Regions from separate parts of the Mus musculus genome. Here all the other regions are linked to region 2. A link is a contact called in public Hi-C data. All regions are on one chromosome and are shown on one strand. The core of a region is the stretch at or near the end of the contact, and the rest is flanking DNA. Distances in the headings are between cores, read along the strand shown.

Region 1 (4,393 bases), core at 187-2,686, 200 kb before region 2:
CTGTCATTGTCAGTCAGAAGAACAGCTTTAGGAAAAAAGACTTGTCATCCTATTTCCCGTAGGACACCCAGGCCCTGAGTGACTATCCAAAGCCTCCCAGTTAGAAAGATGGCACCTGGCGTGACTCACCCCTCTTCGGAGGCAAGTCTTTCTTTTCAAACTCAGCCTGAGCTAAGAACATAGACAAGAACTTGACCTGGTAGCACAGGCTTGTAATCCCTGCCAGGAGGCTGAAGCTGGGAAGCCACAGACTCAAGGCCTGCAGTCTACAGAGCAAGGGCTTCACGGTCAGCCTGGGTGATCAACAAGTCCCTATCTAGAGATAAGGAGTAAAACGAGGGCTGCATGCCGGGCATGGTGGCGCATGCCTTTAATCCCAGCACTTGGGAGGCAGAGGCAGGCAGATCTCTGAGTACGAGGCCAGCCTGGTCTACATACAGAGTGAGTTCCAGGACAGCCAGGGATACATAGAGAAACCCTGTCTTGAAAACAAAACAAACAAACAAACAAACAAACAAAAAAAACGAGGGCTGCAGGTGAAGTGTTTGCCCAGCATGCATAAGACCCTAGGTTCAAGCCCAGCAAAATGAAATGAGGCTAGGGATATTAGTTGGTAGAGTGCTTGTCTCTAGCACACATGAAGCCCTGCATTCTGTTCTCAGCACCAAATAAAATATGATGGTAATGCTAGCACTTGGAAGGGAGAAGCAGGGAGATCAGGAGTTCAAAGTCATCCTGAGCTATGAAATTCAAGGTCAGCCAGGGACACACAAGATCTTATTTTATAGCACACACACACACACACACACACACGACTTAGGCTCTTCAGTATACTTACTTACTAGGGACCAGTTGAAATCGTTGCACATATTACTTCTCCCTTCTGTGCCATGGCGTCCCACCTCTGCAAAGTGAAAGGGTCAGCCAACCGGGTCCACCATGGCTGTGAGGGACAGTAGTGCCGGCTTGAGTAGTAAGGACTCCTACCCACCCACCGTTTGTTTGCATGGCACCCGGCCTCTCTTAGGCTCTTTACCTGTGTCAGTTCATCGATCCTTATAGCATTTATTTTTCAGAAGAAGAAATGCAGGCTGGGAGTTATAATTTCTCTAAAAATGGCACGATAAGAAAATGGTGGCAATGCCGGATGATAGTGGTGCACACCTTTAATCCCAGCACTCGGGAGGCAGAGGCAGGTGATTTCTGAGTTCGAGACCAGTCTGGTCTACAAAGTGAGTTCCAGGACAGCCAGAGCTACACAGAGAAACCCTGTCTCGAAACAAACAAACAAACAAGAAAGAAAGAGAGAGAGAAAGAAAGAAAGAAAGAAAGAAAGAAAGAAAGAGAAAAGGAAATGATAAAATGATAGCAGTAAGAATGTAACCATATAATTGCTTTTGGCAACTCAAACGTCAGGGCCCTGGTATGAACTGTTCTCTCCCTCCTGGGAGATAGGAATGATAGGCCAGCATCTCTACACGTAGAGGTTCTGGGACCTGTGTGCCATCTCTGGTTCTTACACTGCGTAGGTAGGGGAGGTGCACCCGCCTCCAGGCACCTGCAAGCTGGTCCAGGCTTGCTAAGGAAACAAGCAGGCGTTGGGCGGGGCCGGGAGGGGCCCGCGAAGGCTGTAAAAGCCGCGCAGGATGGAAGTCCAGACACTGAATCCGCGGCTATGGAGCGTCCTCACTTCCCGCTGGCGATGGGCCTTGGCCTGCTCGCATTCTGCCTCCTGACCCTGTCACCTGACGCCCGCGCCGAGCTGCGGAGCCGCAGGACCGGAGAACGCCAGAACTTGTCACCCACCGACCCGCGGGTGCAAAAGGCCGCACAGGCAGCTGTGGCCAGCTACAATATGGGCAGCGACAGCCTCTACTACTTCCGAGACACCAAAGTCATCGATGCAAAATATCAGGTGCGGTGGCTGGGACAGAGGTTGTGGGACAGGTTATGGAACAGAGTGGCTGTGGAGAGGGACAATTTGGAGAGGGACAGGGACAGGGGGACCGAGGACAGGTGACAGGAGACAGGAGATAAACAGAGAGCTGCTTAGCTTGCTACCAAACACAAGGGGGCACTAAAACCAACCATAACCCCCAGACCTTTCTATGAAATACTTCAAAACAAAACAGATTAGTAAAGTCCTCTGGAAGCAGCGCTATCTAACTATCAAAGAAATGCAGGATGCAGCCTCCTTTGGCATAACTAACCTCACTTCCCCAACCTGCCAGGTGGAGTGGAAGGGCCCAGTGTAGGTGCCACATACCATTCACCTTTACAGTCTAGCCGCAGACAGGAGCTCTCCAGCTTCTTGCCCAGCCTAGGGCTCTGCTCACACACAGAAGTTCCTGCCTCCACTCCAGGTCTGAATATGTAGGTCAGAGGGTTGCATTTGCCTGGGAGAGTGGAGACTCTTAGAGGGAGGGAAAGCATAGACACACAGGTTGGACTCCCAGGCATCTCTCACCTGCCCTGTTTGGTTCCCAGCTGGTGGCTGGCATCAAGTACTACCTGACTTTGGACATAGAAAGCACAGAGTGCCGAAAGACCAGAGTCTCTGGAGAACACATGGACCTCACCACCTGCCCTCTGGCTGCAGGGGGGCAGCAGGAGGTAACAGCACCGACCCCATCCCAACCCCATGCAGGGTCTGAGGCCCTTAGCTTGTCTATCCTGACCAGTCTATCTGGTCAGGCAGAAGCCTGGCTCCACCTGTTCGCTTTGGCTCTTGTATGACTCAGGCCAGGGTGGAGTGCAGAAGAGAGACTGGGGATTCCTCGTGGGGTAGGAGTTGCCTGAGATAAACCTGGGAGCATCTCCTGCCTTCTGATTCCATGTTTTGGGACCACTCATGGTCTGTCCCCGGCTCCAGAGAGACGTGGCCGTCAGGGGGGCTGACTTCTGGGAGGAGGAGGTTGCTGCCAACCTCACCCTCCTTGTCCTCTGTGCTTCCCTCTCAGAAACTGCGTTGCAACTTTGAGCTCCTTGAAGTCCCCTGGAAGAACACTACTCAGCTTCTAAAGCATGACTGCGTGCAGGTGTGACCGGCCCCAGGGTGACAGAGTCAGGGCCCCATGGGAACAAGCATGGTGGAGGCGCCTCAGGGCCACGGGCCACGTCTGTTGCAATAAATCTGCAGCTCTGCTTCTTGCACTGCTTTCTCCTGTGTGTTTCACTCACCCTGACCCTCACTCTGCTCCCAGTGACTCTCAGAACCCCACAGCTGACTGGGCACCATGTCCTTACCCTCCAGGGGAGCCCCTACTGATCCCTCTGAGGCAGTACTGAGGGTAGGGTCCTCAGAGGAAGCCCCTCTTCCAGACATTTTCAGTGGTCTCAGAGGAGGAAAGAAAGACACAGAAGATGGATACCGGAGACTAGCTACAGTAGGGATGTCTGTGTGAGCCAGTCCAGCCTCTCTCCCAGGGTTCATGCTGGGACTCCGAGGAGGAGGGTGTCAAAACCTGGGGTCAGGAGGGTCGCAAAGCCTGATGGCTCAGACCAGTGAGTTTTTTAGTGACACAGCTCTTGTTATTGCCCTCAAATGGTGAAGCAGCAAAGAGCACCAGCCAGCGGCTTACAGGGCCCTCATGAGACCTTGCTTGCTTTTAGCAAGGTACATTCTGCGACAGCAGCAAAGCCTTTCATATCTCGGTAGCTGGAATGTTTTTCTTTTTTTCTGAGGAAGGGTTTCTCTGCATAGCCCTAGCTGTCTTAGCACTCACTCTGTAGACCAGGCTGGCCTCAAACTGAGAGGTCCACCTGCCTCCGCCTCCCAAGTGCTGGGATCACAGGCACGCACCATTCCAACTCAGCATGTCTGGAACATTTGACCACATATATATTGGGGGAATGTCAAGTTCTCAGACTACAGCCCTCTAAGGCCCCGACACCAGGCCTTATGGGCATGACTGTGGCTACATGAGGGACCTCCAAGCAGTCTCCAATCCAGTCCAGTCCCCTCATCAGCTAGCTTGTGAAGGGAAGCCCCTATCCTGCTGAACTCTCAGTACCAAACAGTTGTGTAAGATGGCTGCTCAACTCCATGGGCCCTACAGGACTGGGTTTCCAGCTCACAAAGATTCTCGTATGTACTGGCAGCTGGAGGTGACTTTCTCTCCTGAGTTCCTTAGGCCAGAGGTCATGAAGCCAGTACACACCCCTCACATCCTTCCCAGGGGTACTTTCTCAGAGTTTTGCTCTGGGAAAGATTCCTAAATGATCCTGAGCCATGGAGTTCCAGAGGGGACAAGAACTGCTATCCAGGAGGGATCACTCTCACAGGAGGGACAGGGACCAGACAATGTCATGTTGGACTGAAGGAAGCAGGTGTTAGATTCTTTGTAAATTTCTTTGTAGTTGTAATTCTTGTTATACACATGGTCAAACAGTT
Region 2 (4,621 bases), core at 1,106-3,605:
TGTGGCCCTCCTGAAACGATTCAAAGTTTCTGACGAGGTATGATGCCTTATTTCCAGTTTCACTCCTAGGCCCTATATGGCCACTAGCAATCAGGGTTATGGGATCATGATTCCTATCGCTTGCATGCATAGCAGAGCCCCAGGAGAGATGGCATATGGAGAAGAGCATTACGTTTCTTGAAGAGAAAATGAGGGCTTCACATGAAGAGTGTGGTCTCATGGTATTTAGAAACACTTAGAACAGTCATATGTAACCATAATACTCGAGTCTCTGATAAGGGTAGCAGTGAAAGATTTGGCTATTGTTTAATTTGTCTTCATATCCCAAGGGCAGCTACAGTGAACAACATCCCAAGTGTGATATATCCTCATTGATCACCTCTGGGTAGAAATCCTTAGACCCTGGAGGTCCTGGCTTCATTCACCCAGGTTCCTAAGTAAACTAAAAGTGAGTAAAGATAGAAAATGTTGAGAAAGGGTTTTTGTCTCACTGTGGGCTGCAAAAAGTAGCTTACACCTGAATTTAAAGGACAGAGCAGGAAATGGGCTAGGCTACCAGATTGGGGTTTCTTGTATGAGTCCCTGGGAGGCACGCCAGCACTGTGTCTTCCCCCTGGTGCCGGCCCTGGTTTGGATACTGATCGTAACTGAGGGAGAAAGTAGCCCCAGCATGTCCCTGCTCTCAGAGGCTGACCATATAAGGTCACAAAGGTTACTCGAGTACTCGCACTCCGTTGGTCTAGAGGGACAGTGCTGCATGTCCCTCTAGGGGACACTGAGGGCACCACTGACAGATGACCTGGGAGACAGGACTTGCTCATCTAACCACAAGTGTTAATAGGGAGAACTCCAGACTCATAGATGTTTGTTTTGCTTACAGGTGGGCTTTGGGCTAGAACACGTGTCCCGGGAGCAGATTCGGGAAGTGGAGGAGGACTTGGATGAACTGTACGACAGTCTAGAGATGTACAACCCCAGCGACAGTGGCCCTGAGATGGAGGAAACAGAAAGCATCCTCAGCACCCCAAAGCCCAAGCTCAAGTGAGACCCAGAGCTCCTCCCAGGCCACCTCCCAAGCTCCCCTTCCCTCCATCATTGTGTCCCTTGCCTCCTCTCTCATTCACTCAGAGGACTGTAGCTTTTCATCATCTCCATGGCAAGAGTCCTGATAGGAATCTCTGCAGATCCCTTGACCAACTCCGTAGCATGCTACCCAACCAGTGTCTGCGAAGCCTGAGTTGCTGCTGAGCCTTGAGTGCTGATTCACTCAGCCTTGGGAGCTGCTCTCTGAGCTGCAGTCACCGCTGACAGCCACTGTGCTTCTTTGCTGCAGGCCCTTCTTTGAGGGGATGTCTCAGTCCAGCTCACAGACGGAGATTGGCAGTCTCAACAGCAAGGGCAGCCTCGGGAAAGACACCACCAGTCCTGTGAGCAGAACGATGGTGAAAAGGGTTGGGAGAGGGACCTGCCGTATTTGGGTTCTCACTCTGGGCCCTCTGCTTCTCTTAAATGTCACTCCTTTGGGGGCCTACAAAGTATCTTCAGTCTTCCTCCTCTGAGCCCTGCCTCGGAACCCTCCCTGAGAGCATGGGGCAGAGTGCATGCCATTTGGCCTATCGGGAAGAGAGTCTGCCTTCAGGCTACAAAAAGAATCAGGTATAAAAGGACAAAGTGATCTGTCCAGGAAACAGGGGAGAGCAATACGGTGGAAGAATGTACTGTTTAGTGAGTAGGTTTCATTCTGCCTGCTGAGCAGGAGAGCTGTCTGCTATGGCTCCTAGCAGCTGGTCAGAGACTGAAGCCTGTCGTTGTCAAGCCCTCCTCAGCCTTGCAGAAAGAAGCTGTTCATACCTTTGCCCACAACTAAAGGCAGACAGTCACCATATATAGTTTTAGAACCGAGCTCTGATGTGCTATTTAGAGCCATATTTTTCTGTTAATGAGAGAAACTGATTATCTCCAGTTCTTACTATTCTGGCATCAAATGAGGCATAATAATGTGTTCACAGGGGGAATACACATCTTACTCTGCAGTGGCTATTAACTGTGAGGAGATGAGCTGGCGGTGCCAGGCACTCCATCTGTCCAAAAGCAGTCTGTGGCTGGCCAGGCTCCTGTCCTGTGTGTGTGTGTACCTTCTTCTGGGGCATCTCAGCGACCTTTCTTCCTTCTGCCACCAGATGGAGCTGTCTCCCAGCTTATCTGTTTATTAAAGAACAGCTGGCTGCCAAGCCCACCTAGAACTGTACCACAGTAAGGAAGTGAAAGAAGGAAAACTGTGGCCAATGCTAAAAATTGCCCTTGGAGAAGCGTCAGCCTGCAGCTTGCAGATCCACCTTCCCAGCACCTTTCAAGCAGGTTCATAGTGGTTGAGAGCCAAAGAGGCAGTGTTTAGTGTGCTGCTAATATTGGGGCATGGCTCAGAACAGCTTTTCCTCACAGAGACCTGCCAGATGGCTACAGAAAGTCTCTGTCCTTGTGGATAAATAATTGACCACTAGAGCACTCAGAGCACCATCTCTGGGAAGAACCCCAGAGCCTGCTGAAGGGAAGATGATTGCACCGTGCTCTGTGAGTGATGAGCAGCGTGCTACTGTGACAGAGTATTCGTAAGGTGTTAACCAAGCCAGTGGTCATGAAGCAGTAAGCATAGAGTATGGCATACGTGAGTGTTCAGTAAATGGTCATGACCACTAAATGAGTAAGAGGAGCTGTTTAATATGGGGGGAAAGGTGTTTCTGCATTGGCAGAAGTTGACTATGTAGCCCTTGATTTGGCAAAAACAAACAAGGAAGCCACTTTTAATCCCAGCAGAGGTGGATCTTTGTAAGTTGGGGGCCAGCCTGGTCTACTTACTGAGGCCCTAGCTCAAACAAGGAAACAGAAAGCCTTCAACTGTAAGGGGTGAGTTTTCCAGAGTGAATCTTAACTCCATCTTCCCGCTGACTTGCTTCTTCTCAAGGCTGTTTCCTCATCTGCAACGCCTACATGGAAAACGTGTTCTCTAAAAAGCCATGTGGGAACGCTGTGAGATCCTGTGGGTCAGACTTAGGCAGAGTGTGCTGATTGATAGGCCTACTGAAGTACAGTTCTTTAGCACATCCCATTTTAGAGTTCCAAAACTGACAGACCATGAGTGTCTTCTGCGCAAGTCCTTCAATGCTAGTTCCCTTGGCCAGACCTCAAATCCGCTTTGTTGTCTCCCTGCTGAGATTTCTATTTTGAAGAGCCCATATGTCTGGGTGTGGGTGTAGAACTGTGGAATCCGTTGGGATGGAGGCACTTTGGGATGGTAGAACAAGGCTGTGCTCTTAACTTAAGGTAGATTAGGCAAAGGTGTGAGTGTTGGATCTAGTGGTTGCGCACTTCCTGTCTCACCTTGAGAGCCTCTCACCCCCATGGCTAAGCACTAGTTCTTTGTTTTGTTTCAGGATCGGGTCTGACTATGTAGCTCTGGCTATTCTTCTGGAACTTACAATGTAGACCAGGCTGGCCTAGAACTTAGAGAGATCTACCTGCCCTTGCACCCTGGAGTGCTGGGATTAAAGGCATGTGCCACCATGCCTGGCCTACTTTTTTTTTTTTTTAACTTTTTTTCTTTTTGTGGCACAGGGAATAGAACCCAGGCTTTATCTGAACTAAGGAATCTACCAGTGAGCTATGTCACCAACCTTGCTAATGTATTTTCTTTTTTTAAATTTTACTTTGTGTATGAGTGTTTTGTCTGTACATATGTATACATGTGTGCCTGGTGCCCACAGAAGTCTGAAAAGGGTGTAGGGTCTCCTAGAACTGGAGTTACACATAGCTGTGAGCCAGCATGTGGTGTCAGGAGCTGACCCTGAACAACTTCAAGAACAGCAAGTGCTCTTAACCCTGGAGCCAGTTCTCAAGACTTGTGGGGTTTCTTTTTAATTTCCTCCAAGGGAGTCTCACTGGGGAAACAAACTACTCTTTTTTTTTTTTTTTTTTTTTTTGCAAAGATTTATTTTATTTTATTTTATGTGAGTACACTGTAGCTGTCTTCAGATGCACCAGGAGAGGGCATCAGATCTCACTATGGGTGGTTGTGAGCCACCATGTGGTTGCTGGGATTTGAACTCAGGACCTTCAGAAGAGCAGTCGGTGCTCTTAACCACTGAGCCATCTCTCCAGCCCAGTTGTGGGGTTTCTTAATCTCCCACTTTTAGGCTCCAAATTCTTAGAGGATTCACTTTACTACTACAACAAGAAAGGATTTCTGCTGATACAGATTGTAGCAGTTGTTGAGTTTTCAACTCTTGAGACTCAAACACACAATCACAACATAATTTGGTTCTCTGTGCTTGTAAAGCCTGCCTCAGGACCCCCACCCAAGCCGCAGTCAGCCAAAGCGGAAGTCTGAAGCTGTGACAGTCTCCCTTCTCTGCCAAGCAGAGGCAGCACCAAAAGTGTTAGAGATTAGTACTTCCCCTAACATGCCAAGGTCATTGAGCTACACCGCAGCCCAGCCCAGCCCAGCCCTGCCCTGCCCGGCCCTGCCCTGCCCTGCCCTGCCCTGCCCAGCCCAGCCCAGCCCAGCCCAGCCCAGCCCTGCCCTGCCCTGCCCTGCCCTGCCCTGCCCGGCCCTGCCCTGCCCTGC
Region 3 (4,445 bases), core at 783-3,282, 250 kb before region 2:
TCTACAGAGTGAGTTCCAGGACAGCCAGGGCTACACAGAGAAACCCTGTCTCGAAAAACAAACAAACAAACAAACAAACAAACAAATTAAAAGAACTCAAGCGTCTCTGGCCTTTGCCCCAGGGAGCTCTGGTTCTCAGGCTTTTGACCATGAACTATAAGTTATAAGAGGAGTTCCCTGGCTCTAAGTTTTTCAACTTTTTCTGAAGCCCCACTGCTGCTGGTATCTCTATCTTGCAGGCAGATGATCTATTGTGGGGCATCTGAGCCATCCTCGTTACATAAGTTAATTCCATGAATAAGTTTCCTGTCCTATATATCTCTACGCCTTACTTAGCATGTCTCACTGAAGAATACTAACAATACAGGCATGCCACAAAGCTTTATAGTGACTTGACACAAACTAAAATCATCTGAGAAGAGGAAACCTCCGTTGAGAAAATGCCTGTGTCAGATCAGGCTGTAGCAAGCCTTTAGTCTTAATGACTGATGTGGGAATGCCCAGCCCATTGTGGCTGGGGTCATCCCTTGGCAGGTGGGCCTGGGTTCTATAAGAAAGAAGCAGAACAAGTCATGGGGAGCAACACAATAAACAGCACCTCTATGGACTCTGCATCAGCTCCTGCCATCAGGTTCCTGGCCTGCTTGAGTTCCTATCCCGAATTTCTTGGATGATGAACTATGTATCCAAGCAAACTCTTCCCCCACCCAACTTGCTGTTTGGTCATGGTGTTTTATTGTAGCAATAGAAACAGTAAAATGACAGGCTTATTCTTTTTTCTTTTCTTTCTCTCTTCCTTCCTTTCTTTCATATATATACTGCAGCTGTCCTCAGACACACCAGAAGAGGGCATCCGATCCCATTATGGATGGTAGTGAGCCACCATGTAATTTCTGGGAATTGAACTCAGGATCTCTGGAAGAACAGTCAGTGTTCTCAACTGCTAAGCCATCTCTCCAGACCCAGGCTTATTCTTTTAATTGAAAATTAAATCATATTTTGAACTTTATTGTATTTGAAATTTTTATTTTAATTGAAATTTAAAATTGTATTTTGCCCAGCGGCTATTCGGTAATCCTATGTTCTTCTTCCCTTTAAGCCTAGTGGCTCAGTGGCAACTTCCAACCACTCATCATGTGCTCCCCCAATTATGAAGTGAACCAGGAGTTCTCAGATCCAATGGGCCCTTACATGGCTAGAGAGGTTTAAAATATGTACATGCCAGCTGGGTGTGGTGGCGCACGCCTTTAATCCCAGTGCTCTCTTGAAGCAGAGGAAAAGCAGAGGACGGTATGTTCAAGGACGGCCTGGCCTATACAGTGACTTTCAGGCCAGCTAGCTAGGCTACATGTTTTTGTGTTGGTTTTTGATTTTTTGAGTCAGGGTTTCTCTGTGTAGCCCTGGCTGTCCTGGAACTTACTCTGCAGACCAGGCTGGCCTCGAACTCAGAAATCTGCCTGCCTCTGCCTCCCGAGTGCTGGGATTAAAGGTGTGTGCCACCACTGCCCAGCATGTTTTGTTTTTGTTTTTGTTTTATTTTTTAATTTTTAATTTTTTTAGGCTACATGTGAGACACTGTCTAAAATAAGCAAAACAAAATGCTCAAAACAAAGCCAGTCAATGTATAAATATACACCATTAGGCTCAGGAAACAAGTATGGCTGAAGTTCTGTCATTCTCAGGTTGAGGGGCTTGCTGCCTCTCTGAGGGACACAGTATCCTGCGGCCAGAAGGCCATGGCCTGCCTTGTGCAGCAATGGGGCATTTTCACAGGACCTGAGGGCCCTTTGAGGTGACAAGTTCTGATATCCCTTCAAAAGCAGATGGATAAACATAGGCCTAGAGAAGTAGGGAGCTTATACCAGGTCAGGTTGCAGGGGCAGAGGCAAGGCCCAAGGCAGTTCTGGGCGCTGTTGAACACAGTCTCGTAAAGGAGACCAGCAGAACTCTGGCTGATCGCTACCGAGTACTTTTTGCTGGAATCATTCAGACCGGTCACAGCCTGGTTGTCATGGAGATGGCAGAGAGGGCAGTTCCAGAGCTGGCAGGTAGGGGTGGGAGAGGGCAACATGCCAATATGCTAAACACTGACCAACTGTTGGTTAGGGCCTTATCGGAGAGACCAAGGCAGAGTACAGAGCCCTTGGTTCCAGGGACATCTACAGGGCTGTTCAGACTTCTATCAAGCATCTCTCCGGAGGACCAGGTGAGGGAGGCAGGCCCAGTTGGGGAGCTTCAACCGCCCATTGGCATCTTAGGCCAGAAGAGGTCAGCCCTGGCTAAGGCTCTTGAGGAAACGTAAGACTGGAGCTCAGGTCCTGGTAACAGTTGGGAATGCCTGGGACAAGGACCACAGAGGACAGATGGAGCAGTTTGGGAACACTGCAGGGAGGAAAGGAGTTTAGGGAAATAAAAACCCTTCCTTCCTTCCTTCCTTCCTTCCTTCCTTCCTTCCACTAAGGAACTTGTCACTTCCTCAGCACTAAGTCCAGAGCCCTGGGTGACATCCAGAAAAATGTGAGCTTTTGTTGTGGGTGGTGTGGCTTGGTGTTTTGGGGTGCCAGCAGTGGATGGCTTGTTGGGCAGTCTCCTACCAAATTACCTGATCTGGGCTGTCCTGGAGCTCACAGTCCTCCCCTCTCTGCTTCCTGCGTATCTGGGGTTACAGCTGTGTGTCATCACACCCCGATATTTTTCTAAAATTTAAAGAAGTCCAAACCAGGCATGCTGGTGCAGCCTGTCATCCCAACACTTGGGACACAGAGGCAGGAGGATCAGTAGTTCAAAGCTATCATCAGCCAAGCCATGGTGGCACATAACTTTAATCCCAGGCAGGTTGGCCTCTGAGTTGGAGGCCGAGTCTACAGAGTGAGTTCCAGGACAGTTAGGGCTCCACAGAAAAGCACCATCTCAAAACAAAGCTATCTTCAGCTATACAGTGAGCTTGAGACCGTCCTCAGCTACACAAGACACCATCTCAACAAGACAACAAAAACTAATAATATTTATAAATATTTTAATATTTATTATATTATTTTTAAATATTTAATATTTATTATATGTAAGTACATTGTAGCTGTCTTCAGACACTCCAGAAGAGGGCGTCAGATCTCATTACAGATGGTTGTGAGCCACCATGTGGTTGGTGGGATTTGAACTCCGGACCTTTGGAAGAGCAGTCGGGTGCTTTTACCCACTGAGCCATCTCTCCAGTCCAGCTTGTGCTGTCTTAACAGAAGAGGTAGTGAATGATCAGAGAAGGTTATAGGCAGCCACAGCACAGTCTAGACAGAGAGGAAGCCCCTGGGAGGTGAACCTGAAGAGGAAGCACCATATGGGAGGCTAGTCAGAGCTCCCCTCTTCCCTGTCCCTGCCCAGAGGTGCCTTGGGAGTGGTGACAGTCTCCAGAGTCAGAGCTGCCAGCTACAAAGATCTTACAGCGCAGGGCAGACAACAAAGAAAGAGCGAAAGGCCCGGAGGCGGAACAAGAAAGGCCGTGGCTCAGCTGAGGCAGAGGAGTAAGTTGCTGGGGAGGGACTGGAAGGTGCACTGGGGACTAGGAGGACCCTCATTCTGACTTCTCTCCTCTTCCTCCTGCAGTCTCTTCAGTCCACCTTCTCGAAAGCCTTCCTTCCCTTTCCAGTGGGCCTGGGAGAGCTTCATCATAGATGGCCAGGCTCTGTTTCAGTCAAGTTCCTCTATGGCCATGGGCCATCGACCCCTGCTCCTCCCTCCAGCAGCCCCCCAGTGCAAGTCCAGGCACAAGTCAGTAGCCAACCTCTCAGAAGACCTTCGAGCCTGCCACAAGATGGAAGAGCAAAGCGTGGGGAGGAGACATCACCTAGGGGGCTGGGCCAACTTTCCCCTGCCTCTGAGCAAAGTGGAGAGTCAAGGGCTAGATCAACCTAGCTTCTGGTTATCAGGGAAAGGGTCAGGATCAGAGTCTGAGGATGTCTTAGAGATAGAAGGCCAGAATTCTGAAGAGGCTGAGAAAAGTCTCAGCTCTGGGGAACTGCCTCAGCTCCCAGGGCAGAGCTTGATCTTGGAGGAGGAATTGATATCAGAGGCGATGGAGGAGGAACACAGCGACCCCCACAAGGGAAAGGGCAGTTCTGTCAATAAGGGGGGGAATTCTGGAGAGAAGGGCTCAGAAGAGGGGGAGCTGCAGAGCCACAACCAGGGAAGCAGCTCTAGCTTCAACAGTCTCCGAAAGCCACAGAAGGGGATCTCAAGGGCCAAGGACCTGAAGGGGCCCTGGGACCTGGAGCGGCTACACAGGCAGTTACAGGAAGAACTGGAATGTGGTTAGTACCGCAGGGAGGCCTGAGGTGCCGCCATCCTGGGAACTCTGTGCTCAGATGGAGGGGTGGGGTCGGCGGTAGAAGCTGGGGTGGGCCAGGAGTTGTCTGGATGCTGGGTGGAACTGCCCAGGGAACCAGGAGAGA

What was found. Hi-C and Micro-C count contacts between places; a contact is called where the count stands out from the background.
Region 1: a Hi-C map of bone marrow-derived macrophages shows a contact between it and region 2, with 40 read pairs. A contact is called at or near these places in 12 of 39 promoter capture datasets (the 3T3-L1 cell line, the C10 cell line, the HPC-7 cell line and 6 more), 37 of 484 Hi-C or Micro-C datasets (the 63-12 cell line, B cells, the Ba/F3 cell line and 21 more), 10 of 130 datasets of targeted methods (bone marrow-derived dendritic cells, embryonic midbrain, embryonic stem cells and 6 more) and 5 of 9 other capture datasets (adipose tissue, embryonic stem cells, liver and 2 more).
Region 3: a Hi-C map of bone marrow-derived macrophages shows a contact between it and region 2, with 29 read pairs. A contact is called at or near these places in 2 of 39 promoter capture datasets (the HPC-7 cell line, HPC-7-derived erythroid cells and trophoblast stem cells), 2 of 484 Hi-C or Micro-C datasets (bone marrow-derived macrophages and nephron progenitors), 2 of 130 datasets of targeted methods (bone marrow-derived macrophages and embryonic stem cells) and 2 of 9 other capture datasets (embryonic stem cells and pancreatic islet).

Annotation. Positions count from the first base shown.
Region 1 is chr19:5,346,617-5,351,009 of GRCm38.p6, reverse strand. Cst6 (cystatin E/M) reads left to right here and starts at 1,436. Exons shown (of 3, transcript NM_028623.5): 1 at 1,436-1,915; 2 at 2,488-2,613; 3 at 2,961-4,393. The coding sequence starts at 1,676. The coding sequence ends at 3,044.
Region 2 is chr19:5,149,080-5,153,700 of GRCm38.p6, reverse strand. Pacs1 (phosphofurin acidic cluster sorting protein 1) reads left to right here. Exons shown (of 24, transcript NM_153129.3): 8 at 1-37; 9 at 881-1,041; 10 at 1,334-1,427. Among named protein-coding and RNA genes, the nearest start is that of Gm30840, 26 kb to the right of the region's middle.
Region 3 is chr19:5,400,093-5,404,537 of GRCm38.p6, reverse strand. It overlaps Tsga10ip (testis specific 10 interacting protein), which reads left to right and starts at 2,032. Exons shown (of 8, transcript NM_001373978.1): 1 at 2,032-2,206; 2 at 3,379-3,518; 3 at 3,601-4,304. The coding sequence starts at 2,078.